2 separate regions of the Canis lupus genome follow, and region 1 is linked to region 2. Evidence: chromatin contacts called from public Hi-C data. All regions are on one chromosome and are shown on one strand. The core of a region is the stretch at or near the end of the contact, and the rest is flanking DNA. Distances in the headings are between cores, read along the strand shown.

The links. Hi-C and Micro-C count contacts between places; a contact is called where the count stands out from the background.
Region 1: a Hi-C map of blood shows a contact between it and region 2, with 2.7 times the contacts expected there. The contact joins two enhancer-like sites. A contact is called at or near these places in 2 of 9 Hi-C or Micro-C datasets (blood and skin fibroblasts).

What each region holds. Positions count from the first base shown.
Region 1 is chr17:57,867,246-57,872,784 of UU_Cfam_GSD_1.0, forward strand. PDE4DIPP2 (myomegalin) reads left to right here. Exons shown (of 46, transcript XM_038561953.1): 9 at 4,106-4,237; 10 at 5,341-5,460. Among named protein-coding and RNA genes, the nearest start is that of PDE4DIPP2, 150 kb to the left of the region's middle. Within about 2 kb of position 1,561, at least 2 of the 20 cell types and tissues checked have an H3K27ac peak or open chromatin away from gene starts, as enhancers often do.
Region 2 is chr17:57,687,241-57,692,937 of UU_Cfam_GSD_1.0, forward strand. SEC22B (vesicle-trafficking protein SEC22b) reads right to left here. Exons shown (of 5, transcript XM_038561935.1): 3 at 4,744-4,904; 4 at 2,666-2,812. Among named protein-coding and RNA genes, the nearest start is that of SEC22B, 14 kb to the right of the region's middle. Within about 2 kb of position 3,566, at least 2 of the 20 cell types and tissues checked have an H3K27ac peak or open chromatin away from gene starts, as enhancers often do.

The DNA of each region.
Region 1 (5,539 bases), core at 311-2,810, 180 kb after region 2:
TAACTCAGGACTTTACTGAGTGTTCTTTTGGCAGACGCTATGTGAAAGGACATTTTTCTGAGATGTTCAATAATAAAGTGTTAAAAACATCTTCTAGCCGTTCGGTCAGTATATTACATTTACAGAATTAGAGATTTCCTATGATCATTAATGCCAAAGATGGGTTCAGATTAGATCCAGATTCATTATGTACTATTCAGTGGCATTTTTTGACTTTAAAGTTGCTGTTGAAATGTCTATATTAAATATCTATCCATCTATCTATCTGGTCTTATTTCTTATTTCTAAAGAGCCACTGAAGGATTAGAGCATTGGATTGGAAATTAGGAGACAGACCCGATTTTATTTGCATTTGTTTCTGTTCTTCCTCTCTTTTTAAACAAACTTTTGGTCCCTACAATATTCCAGGCATTATGGTAGGCAATGTGTTTATAGAGATGAAAAATACATTCCCAAATTCGGTGCATCTGGCTTAACTAGATCCTTTTTCTGATTTCCTCCCACAGTGCTTTACATATTATGGTACTTAACAGATGTTTTAACAGATGTAACTTTGGACATTCCTTATCTTCTCTTAAGTCTCCATTTCCTCCAATGTACTCTGTCTGGGATGAGACCAGATGGTTAATTTATAGTTTCCTTCACAGCTCTGAAATTCTTTGATTTTTTTTTTTTAATTTATTAATTTGAGAGAGAACACGAGCAAAGGGATAGGGGCAGAGGGAGAAGCAGACTTCCCATTGAGCCTGGAGTCAGATGTGGAACAGGATTTCCAGGACCCCAGATCATGACCTGAGCTGAAGGCAGATGCTTAACTGACTGAGCCACCCAGGTGCCCTTGAGATTGTTTGATTTAAAGTGAATAAATAGAACCACCTTCCCTACCATTTTAAACTTGCAGCTATTTTCTTGAATTCTGCTTGTTTAAATTTGAAAAAAAATCTATAATATCATTGGAAAGGTGTTTTACCCTAAAAAACTGAGAAGCCAGGTTTTGTAGAAAATGTTTTATCATTAAATAAATGATGTAATTATTTACTTATCAGTTAGAATTGTTTTATCTGTTCGTATTGTGACATAATTCACAGTGCTTCAGGGATGCCTGGGTGGCTAAGCGGTTTAGCATCTGCTTTTGGCTCAGAGGGTGATCCAGGGATCCGGGATCAAGTCCCACATCGGGCTCCCTGTGAGGAGCCTGCTTCTCCCTCTGCCTATGTCTCTGCCTCTCTCTGTGCCTCTCATGAATAAATAAATAAATCTTAAAAAAAAAAAAAAATTCACAGTGCTTCAGGGCAAGCACGGCTCCCTGTTACACCCACAACAAATACCTCAATTTTTCTTGCTGCTTTTCTCTCCTTTCACAGCCCTCCAGGTCTGTTGACTCTCCTTTCAAAACCTATCCAAATATATCATTTCTCTCCCCATCCATTCTTACCGCTATAATCCTAGCCACTATTCTCTTTTACCTGCACTACTGAAGCAGTCCCCTGTGTGTCTCCCTGTTCTACTGCTGCCCCCCAGACCAGTCACCACAGAGCAGCTGTAGTGACCTTTTTGAAACATAAATACAATTGTGTTACTTTTCTGTTAAAAACACTGCAATCCAAGAGTGCCTGGACGGCTCAGTGGGTTAAGTGCCTTTGGCTCAGGTCGTGATCTCAGAGCCCCCTCTTTGGGCTCCTTGCTCAGCCAGGGAGCCTGCTTCTTCTCCCTCTCTGGGCTGTTCCCCCTGCTTGTGCTCTCTGTCAAATAAATAAAATCTTAAAAAAAATAAAAATAAAAAACAGAAAAACAAAGTAAACCATCCTCATTTCAATGAGAATGAACTCCAGCTCTACCCTGCGGTAGAAGCTCTGTATGACCTCGTCCCTGACTTTCTCTCCACCTCATCATGTATTACCTTCCTCTGTGCTCAGTACACTTTAGCACTGTGCTAGCCAGCAAGGCAGCCACTAACTGTATGCGGCTGTTGAGCACTTGAAATGTGGCTACTCTGAATTGAGATATGCTGTGTGTGTAAAGTACACCCCAAATTTCAGAGACTTAGTATGAAAGTCAAATACCTTGCTGATAATTTTTATATTTTTATATTGAATACATGTCTATGATGATTCTTTGGATATAATATAGTGGCTGAGATAAAATATTTTATTGAAATTGAGTTCATTTATTTTTACCTTTAGTCAGTGAAGTCATTACAAAAGTTTAAATTACCTACATGGCTCCCATTATACTTCTTTTGCAAAGTGCTACTCTAGCTTCTGCCTAGGTTTTCTGTGGGACTGGCTTTCTGTCCTGCAGGTCTCCATCTAACCAATTCAAAGTAACTGGTCAACCAACTTAGAGTAACTTTACCACTCTATAATGCTTTTCTGTTTTACAACAAAGGGCATGTCACTATCTGATATTTTATGTGTTTCCTTGTTCCTTCATTATATAACTCCTCATTCCCAGTTCCCGCAGTGCTTTACGTATTATGGTACTTAACAGATGTTTTTAAAAAACTGATGAATAGGGGCACCTGAGTGGCTCAGTGACTGAGCATCTGCCTTTGGTTTAGCTGTGATCCCCGGGTCCTGGGAAGGAGTCCCACACTGGGCTCCCCGCAGGGAGCCTGCTTCTCCCTCTTCCTATGTCTCTGTCCCTCTCTCTGTGTCTCTCATGGATAAATAAATTAAATATTTTTTTAAATTGATAATATTGGAAGAATAAAAAACTTTTTTTTCTGAAATTTTTATACTTCCAGTCAGTTGCTGGCAGGAAGGGATTTGAGGTAAGCTCTAACTCCACTGCCTAGAAGGTGGTAGTCAGAATTTGAAAATGTGAGAGAAAAGGTAAATGAAAAGCAATTGCCTTTTTCTCTTCCTAATGGATTTATATTTTTCCTAATTGGAGTGGGTGTGGAGGCGGGGGGTGGGGGGGTCCAGTAGGAAGGGTCAGAGGAGAGGAAATGGATTTTAATGCCACAGTGAATTCCTACAGTTTTCTTTTAGTACCCTTATCTCATAATGCATATTAACTACAGTTCACTAAGTTAACCTTAACCTGATTTATTGCTATATTATATAAACAATGTGTTTTTTCCTCCTGAGTCTTTTTGATGAATTGATTTTCCTATAAAACATACCTCCTTCCCAGACCATTATGGATTTTGAAATTTATTTTTAATTTTTTGTACTCTTTATTTTGAAACCACTTCTAATTTATAGAGAAGTCACGAGAGAAATACAAAGAACTCCCAGATTCACAAATTGCTATCAAGATTCACTGGTTACTAATATTTTGCTACATTTGGTGTTTCACTCCCACTGTCTATATAGACACATCATTTTTTTTTAAATTCCTGAACCATCTGAGAGTTAGTTGCAGATAGAATGAGTCTTTATACTAAATAAGCATATTTCCTAAAGACAAGAACATCTCTTACATAAGTACAATATAATTACCAAATTTAGGAAATTTAGTATTGATAAAGTATTATAATGCATAGTCCATTTTCAAAATCTGCCCATTTTTCCAATAATATCATCAGGCATAGTTGAAATGTACCTTCCTCTCTTAGGGATGGTAGAGGTTTGATTTTTTTTTTTTTCTTTTTTAAAAAGACTTTATTTACTTATTCATGAGAGACACAGAGAGGCAGAGACCTAGGCAGAGGAAGAAGCAATTCGATCCCAGGACCCCAGGATCATGCCCTGAGCCAAAGGCAGACATTCAATCACTGAGCCCCCCAGGTGCCCTGGTAGATAGTTGATTATTGAATTCCCTGATTAGAAATAGGATAAAGTGAATATTTGGTCATCTCAAGCATTTTCTTTTTTCAATTCTCCTTTCTCTTTAACCTCTGAATTATTTGCTTTAACTGAATATGTACTATTTGTGTGAGTTCATAGGGAAAGATAGGGAGAGGAGCTGGGGAGTATCATAAGGGTGGAAAAATCAGTACTCTTAATAAGGAACAGGATTGTCTTTAGGAATTTGTACTGATCATCTGCACAATTTTGGTTTTCTAAGTCTTTGCTGAAAGATGCCTGACATATTTGAAGATGAAATTTATTGTTGGTTACATTGAACTCAACTTACTTGTCTTGCTGCTTCTTCCCAGCCTGTGACTGAAGAGTTACTCAAGCAACAAAAGCTGGATTCAGATGAGACCATTATAACTCAGCAGTCTGTATCTGATTCCCACTTGGCTGAACTCCAGGAAAAAATCCAGCAAATGGAGGCCACCAACAAAGTATGATCAATCAGTCCAAGCCCTTGGAGATCACAGGGTTTCCTGAGGTTGTGACAGGCTCTAGCTGAGGTTCTTAACCTCTCTGAGTAAGATTCAGGAGATGAATACTGTGTATTTCTCTTCCTCTAAGGAATATTTGATTAAAAGTGTAGTTCTTTCCTTTTATCTCTCATCAGGATTTTAGCCTTCTCTGCACAGATCAGAATTTTGGCCTTTTAGATCTGTAATTAAAACTTGAATGTAGTCTAACTTTATAAGGCACCAAGAAAGGAGGTTTGTGCTTTTGATTTTAGCTTAACTTCTTACCTCTTTAGAGTCCAAGGAATCTAATGTTTGTTTAGAAGAAAATTTTAGCAGTGCCCACAATTTGAATGCTGAGCTTCTGGCTTGGTACCCTTACCTCATAATGAATATTAAGTACAGTTCAGTAAGTTAATCTTAACCTGATTTATTGCTATATTATATAAATAATGTGTTTTTTTTCCTCCTTCTGGCTTGGTGTAGCTTTGTAGTGTTCCGTCCTGTCCTAGATAGCAGAGCTCTTGGTCTTTGTGTAAAGGATCTACAGTGATCCTTTACACAAAGTAAAGTGAGTGATCTACTCACCACAGTGAGTGGTACCTGGGTGGCTTAATCATTAAGCATCTGACTCTTGATTTCAGCTCAGGTCATGATCTCAAGGTTGTTCGATCGAGCCCCTCATTGGGCTCTGAGCTGGGCAGTAGACTGCTTAAGACTCTCTCCCTGCTGCTATGCTCTGCATTCTGTGTGTGTGCTTGCTCACTCTCATTCTGTCTCTCAAAAAAAAAAAAAAAGAGAGAGAATCCCCCAGTGACTCATGTGGACAAGTACCCAGTACAACTACCCATCACAAAGAAAGCGCAGTACATGAGAATTGAAGCACTTGAATATTGAAGGAAATATTTCATATTTCCTGCTACTTTGTCTTAATGAACGACTTAGGGCCTTAAAGGTTACTACACCTGGGAAAAAAATTAAGGCAATGTTCTCTAGGAAATCCTTTAAACCTAGATTTGAGGAAGGACTTACTGGTTGCATTTGAAGGTAAAAGAAATTGACCTGTTTTTCTTTGCTGAATTCAGATTCTTCAAGAGAAACTGAATGAAATGAGCTGTGAGCTAAAGTCTGCTCAGGAGTCATCTCAGAAGCAAGATGGTACAATTCAAAGCCTCAAGGAAACTCTGAAAAGTAGGGAAAATGAGGTAAATATTTGGCAGTCAGGAACCCGTGAGGAAATTATTTGCTTTATCAAAGTAGACACATATTCTGTATTTTGTAGAA
Region 2 (5,697 bases), core at 2,316-4,815:
CCCATAGCAGACTCTGCGCTCAGCATAGAGTCCACTGGGGACTCTCTCTCCTTCTCCCTTTGCCCCTCCCCATCTGTACTCACTTGCTGTCACATAAATAAATCTTAAAAAAAAATTAGAAAGAGAAAGAAGGCATGTAAGATGGATTCTTATTATGAAGAAGTCAAAAAGAGGAAGAAAATATTTTTTGAGGTAAGCTAATCTCACTATCTTCAGATGTGCTCTGTTCAGATGTGCTTTTTCTTACTCCCTCTTAAAATCCCACTCTTAACTTTTTTTTGATCTATCCAAATTCAAGAAATCTTCCCAGTTCACTTTATCTACTTCCCGCTACATCTTACAGCTCTTATTGTTTATATATCTATTTAAAACTATCACACTGAAGATGGACAAAGACTTGGAGAGGCCATGGGTTCTAGGCAATAGCAGTGTGACTCAAAGTAAACTACTTAACTTTTCCGAGTCTCTGCTTTATCTGTAAAACTGGTTTGATACCACCTAATTTACAAGGGATTACCCTAAAGCATAAGTAAGATGTATGTATAAAGTCCCTCTGGAGCACCTGGGTAGGATAAGCATCTAACTCTCCATTTTGGTTCAGGTCATGATCTCAGGGTTCTGGGATCATGTCCCGTGTCAAACTGCGCTCAGCACGGAGTCTGCCTAAGATTCTCTCTCTCCCTCTGCCCCTCTCCCAGCTTGTGCTTTCACTCTCTTTTTCTCTCTCACATAAATAAAATCTTAAAAAAAAATAAAGTCCCATTACCATATTGCCTAACACAAAGTAAGTGTTCAGTTGATGTCTGTACCCTTATACTATAAATTACTCTGTGACAATGACAATGTTTCTTATCTTTCCAATTAGATGAAGCTACTAAAGATTAAAGAAGGGATCCCTGGGTGGCGCAGTGGTTTGGCGCCTGCCTTTGGCCCAGGGCGCGATCCTGGAGACCCGGGATCGAATCCCACGTCGGGCTCCCGGTGCATGGAGCCTGCTTCTCCTTCTGCCTATGTCTCTGCCTCTCTCTCTCTCTCTGTGTGACTATCATAAATAAAATAAATAAATAAATAAATAAATAAATAAATAAAAATAAAGATTAAAGAAATGTACAACTGACCCTTAAACATGGGTTTGAACTGTGTGCATTCCCTTATACAGATTTTTTTTTTGAGGGAATACCATAGATGTTTTCTCTTCCTTATGATTTTAATGACATTTTTTTCTCTAACTTACTTTATTGTAAGAATACAATATATAATATGTGTAACGTACAAAATAACATGTTAACTGTTTACATATTATGTACAAAATAACATGTTAACTGACTGCTAAGGGAAAAGCTTTTAGTCAACAGCTGGCTATTAGTAATTAAGTTTTGGGGAAGTCAAATGTTGTATGTGGAGCCCCTAACCCCCATACTGTTCAAAGGTCAACGGTCTTCTTTTCCCATCAGTACATCAGCTTTGAAGTAACCAGCAAAGCACTAGATGAGAATCCTTTTACACTTTTGATAAAATGATTATATAAATTTGAAATCAAAGAAAAACTGCTCTCGTCTCTTTTATCCCAGGTAGAAACTGTTAAGTCTGTTATGATGAAAATTTACAGACTCACTCATCTAACATTTGATGTTTAAAGAGTATGAAGCTGGGACAACTGCTGACTAGTGACATAGAGGTTACAATTTGTAGTTTGTAATAAAGGAAAACCCATTTACTCATGAATGACATCACAACGTTGCGTTCATGAAATACTCATTAAAGCATTACTGTGAGAACAACAAAAGAAGTATATGAAACAGATACAAAATACGTAAATACTACATTTAAAGAGTACAGTAAACACTTAGGTGATATTTAAACATTAGGCAAATATATATATTTTAAGGCAAATTAGGAAAGTACACCAAACACATACATGCACAAATACCCAGTATGTGCTTCAAAAACCATTACCTAGCTAAGTGTCTTAAAGAGTTTAAAGGACAAAAGAGATTAATGTGATGTGGGCTACTAGAATCAGGGAAGGCATCTTTGAAGAGGCAGTTCTTATCTGGATCTTAAAGAACAGGTCCAGGATGGTGAGGAAGCTGACCCAGCTGAGGCGGAATGTTTGGGAGCCACAGAGCATGAAAGAAGTTTGAAATCTTCCACGACAGAGAGAACATAGTATCTTGCACATTACAAACATGCAATAAGAATAAAAGTTGAAATCAAACTAGATCTTATCTTGTGGTCACAGATTTTAAAAGTTTTTCAGAAGAGGAATGCCTTGATAAAAATGGCATTTTATGACATTTGATCTGGCAGCAATAATGTCTCCCAAAGTGACTAGTCAGGAAACCACTGCAATAAATCTTTGACAATTTCCTCTCATTCTTCATTTCCCTTAACTTATGTGTTTCTGTAAATATTTACTTAATGTTGTAAATATCTTGGAAGCAGTAATTGCTTCTAATATGGAATAAGACCTTCTCACCATTCCAACTCAACAGAAACTAATCACACTAGGGAAAAAAATAATACCACACTGGAAGTTTTGTAATGTAATCTATCTCTACGAGATAAAATGTTTAACAGTACTGGATGAGAGTCTAACAGCAAAAAAAGTATCCCCAAATAAGCTATCCTTGCCTACAGGAAGGACTCGTAATGCTTTACACACCTGAGAGTGCTTCTCCCCGTTGTAACACTTCTTCAATATTGGCCACCATGATCCTCTGCACATCTTGCAATTCAGTGTTGATGGAGCCTAGGTTTCTCCGAGCACGGCTGTCAATGTAGAGCTTCTTGGTTTTCTGAATGTAGGTATCTGGGATAATGAAGAAAAGTGACCATGAACAACTGTGTCCATCAAAGTATTGCAGGGATCGGGAAGTTCTGAGCTTAGTCCTGGATCTGCCAATGGTCCATGGCTAACCAAGCTCTTGAATGAGCATCAAAATTTGAGTTTTGATTTCTTCATCTGTAAAATGGAGATAGATGACCATTCAGGAGAAATGTCCTCTGCATACGTTCAAATGAGAAGTCTGCTCTCAAGGTCCTTAGAGAAATTAGGCCCCATTGTAGTAAGCCTTTCGTGAAAGCAGAGATTTTCAAACCATGTTCCGAGGATCCTTAGGGTTTTACTACTTAATGCTTTACATTCCCTGAAAAGGATACTGGCAATAATCTCGCATCACTACAGGTTAACATGGCAAGCCTTATTCTATCATCAAAAGCGGGAAAAATATTGTCCTCAAGTATTTTCTTTAACATACATTCCTAATTTCACTCTGTTCTTAAGCTTCAGGTAAAGCAAAATCCCACTATAAAACTGTAGTTTTATTCATGATTAGCCCATGTCTGTATTTCTCAAAACTGTAAAAAGAATGACTTATTATTAAAGATTATATTTTCAGTTTTTGGCAAAAATCCTTTATATGAGTTATATGAGTTAGATACCTTTCATTTGCCTCTTTAGACCTCCTCTCCACCCTTCTGCACCACACTTTCTACTTTGGGAAGCTGACCTACATGTACTACATGGTCGGCTCCTTGCCTTGGAGCTTCCACTTAGGTTCAGCCAATGGGGGAACTCCAAGGGTAAGACATGAGAGCGGATAGTGACGTTAGGATTTTTATTCCCCACCCTCTCCCTGATAAGTCACCCTGGCCTGGCAGTAACTCTCCAACCAGAGGTTACTACTCCTCTCAAGTTGGCCCTCTCCTTTTTCTCCTTTGCAGTTCTAGAAACTGCTCCTTTCTCTTATCCCCTCAGGCCTAGGGATGAAAACAATTACACTGTTACTGATCTCAGATTACAGTACCTTGTAGTTCACCTATACCCCATTCATCTTTGTATATAATTCTTTAAGCTAATTTGAGTGTACCAACTATTCCCTGTGTGATCTTGATATAGTAGTCTTATTTTATTTTTTTTCTTGGGTTTACTGGACCCTTATTATCTTTAAAAATAAAACCTGAAAAAGCAGACATTATAAAAATTGGCACTTGAAGAGTTTATTATGAAACACTGGAGTATTTTGCTAAATTTTATTTCTAAAAGTAAGATGACCATTTATCAAGCAAACTGGAAACACTTCAGAAATTCGGATACAGTAAAATGCATTTCTTTTTTAACTAAAAATATCAGTAATGTAGTCTAATCATACATACTCTCACTTCTCTACTTAGGGTACCCAAGACATTTCCTTTGATTTCTTAACATTAGATGCTTTACTGATGATGAATCTTTCCGTAATTATTGTACATACATGGATGGACATCCACGCTCACTATTTCTGCATGTAATAAATGTTATCCACCCGTAATACCATACCTCTTCCAGTTTTGTTTTTGTTTTTTTTTTTAATTAGAGGATCTACAAGAAACAAAATACCTTCTTTCTGATTTCCAAATTCTGATCTCCAGAAAATGAACCTTACTGGGCAGGGCAGGGGGTGGGCTCAGCTACTATACACCAGTCAAGCAGATCTTTGGGAATAGTTCTGATGACTAATCAAATCAATCATAAAAAAGATCAAATGGCAACAAGTTCTAAGAAAATCAAAAGACCAGAGAAAATTACTTAGGAGAAAAAGTCTCATTCATTCAAAAGACAAAAAGAGATGAAATGGAAGAGACAGAATCCAAAACTTCAGTAAGAAAACATCAGGGAAAAAAAGTGACAAAATTATTATCAATGTAACAAACAGCTTCTTCTTATCGTTTGCTCTCTTGATATAAAGAGCAAAAACTTACCGAACTCAATAAAGGAATAGGGCCTAGACACAGTGGGCACCTTCTTCCCATGCTGTTCATCAAACTCTGAGTGCAAATCTTCCAGGTAGGCAAAAGCCAATTTCTTAGGGAAGGCAGCTTCACACAAAACCAAATAACAAACTCCCTGCTCAATAATGTAGCTGGAGAGACAAAAAAACAAGAAAAAGTTGTCTGTAAAATAACAATACCCCCAACAACTTGAAGCAGACTTTCAGTGCTTTACAAACTTTTGAAAATATTCTAGCCTAAGCCCTTTGAGGCTAGCTAAGTCAAAAAATCAACTTCAAACCACAAATGCTTAGAATCAGAAAGCAAACAATGTCCCATTATTAGAATTATATTCCAAAAGGAGTATCTAAACATGTTTATTATAATTGTTTATAATTCAGTAAAATATCTTAATACCTACGACTTTTTCTTGAAAACAGAGTTGTGACTCCATCTATCTTTTGATTATGTATGAAAACAACTGTGCGTGTGTGTGTGCGTATGTATTTTTTTTGTTTTTTTAGATTTTACATATTTGAGAGAGACAGAGAACATAAGCAGGGAGAGGGAGAAGTGACTCCCCACAGAGCTGGGAGCCCAATGTGGGGCTCAATCCCAGGATCATGACCTGAGACAAAGGCAGATGCTTAACTGATTAAGCCACCCAGCAGCCCCTGGTATACACATATTTAAACTCCTCCCAGTTACAAGAAAAACAGGGGAACTGGAAGTTGTTGTGGATACTTAGAATTTGGAAGTTAATGCTACAATGTTTACTGAGTACAGATAATGACCTTAGGACAAATAATATTCCCTAACTTCCAGGATAGAACTCTATATCAACTATCCAATATCAGAAACTATCCAATAACAGAACTGACTTCCTCTTATGAGCGTGAGCTCTCTGGCATTCTGGAAGGAATTATATAACTACATGTCTGAGAG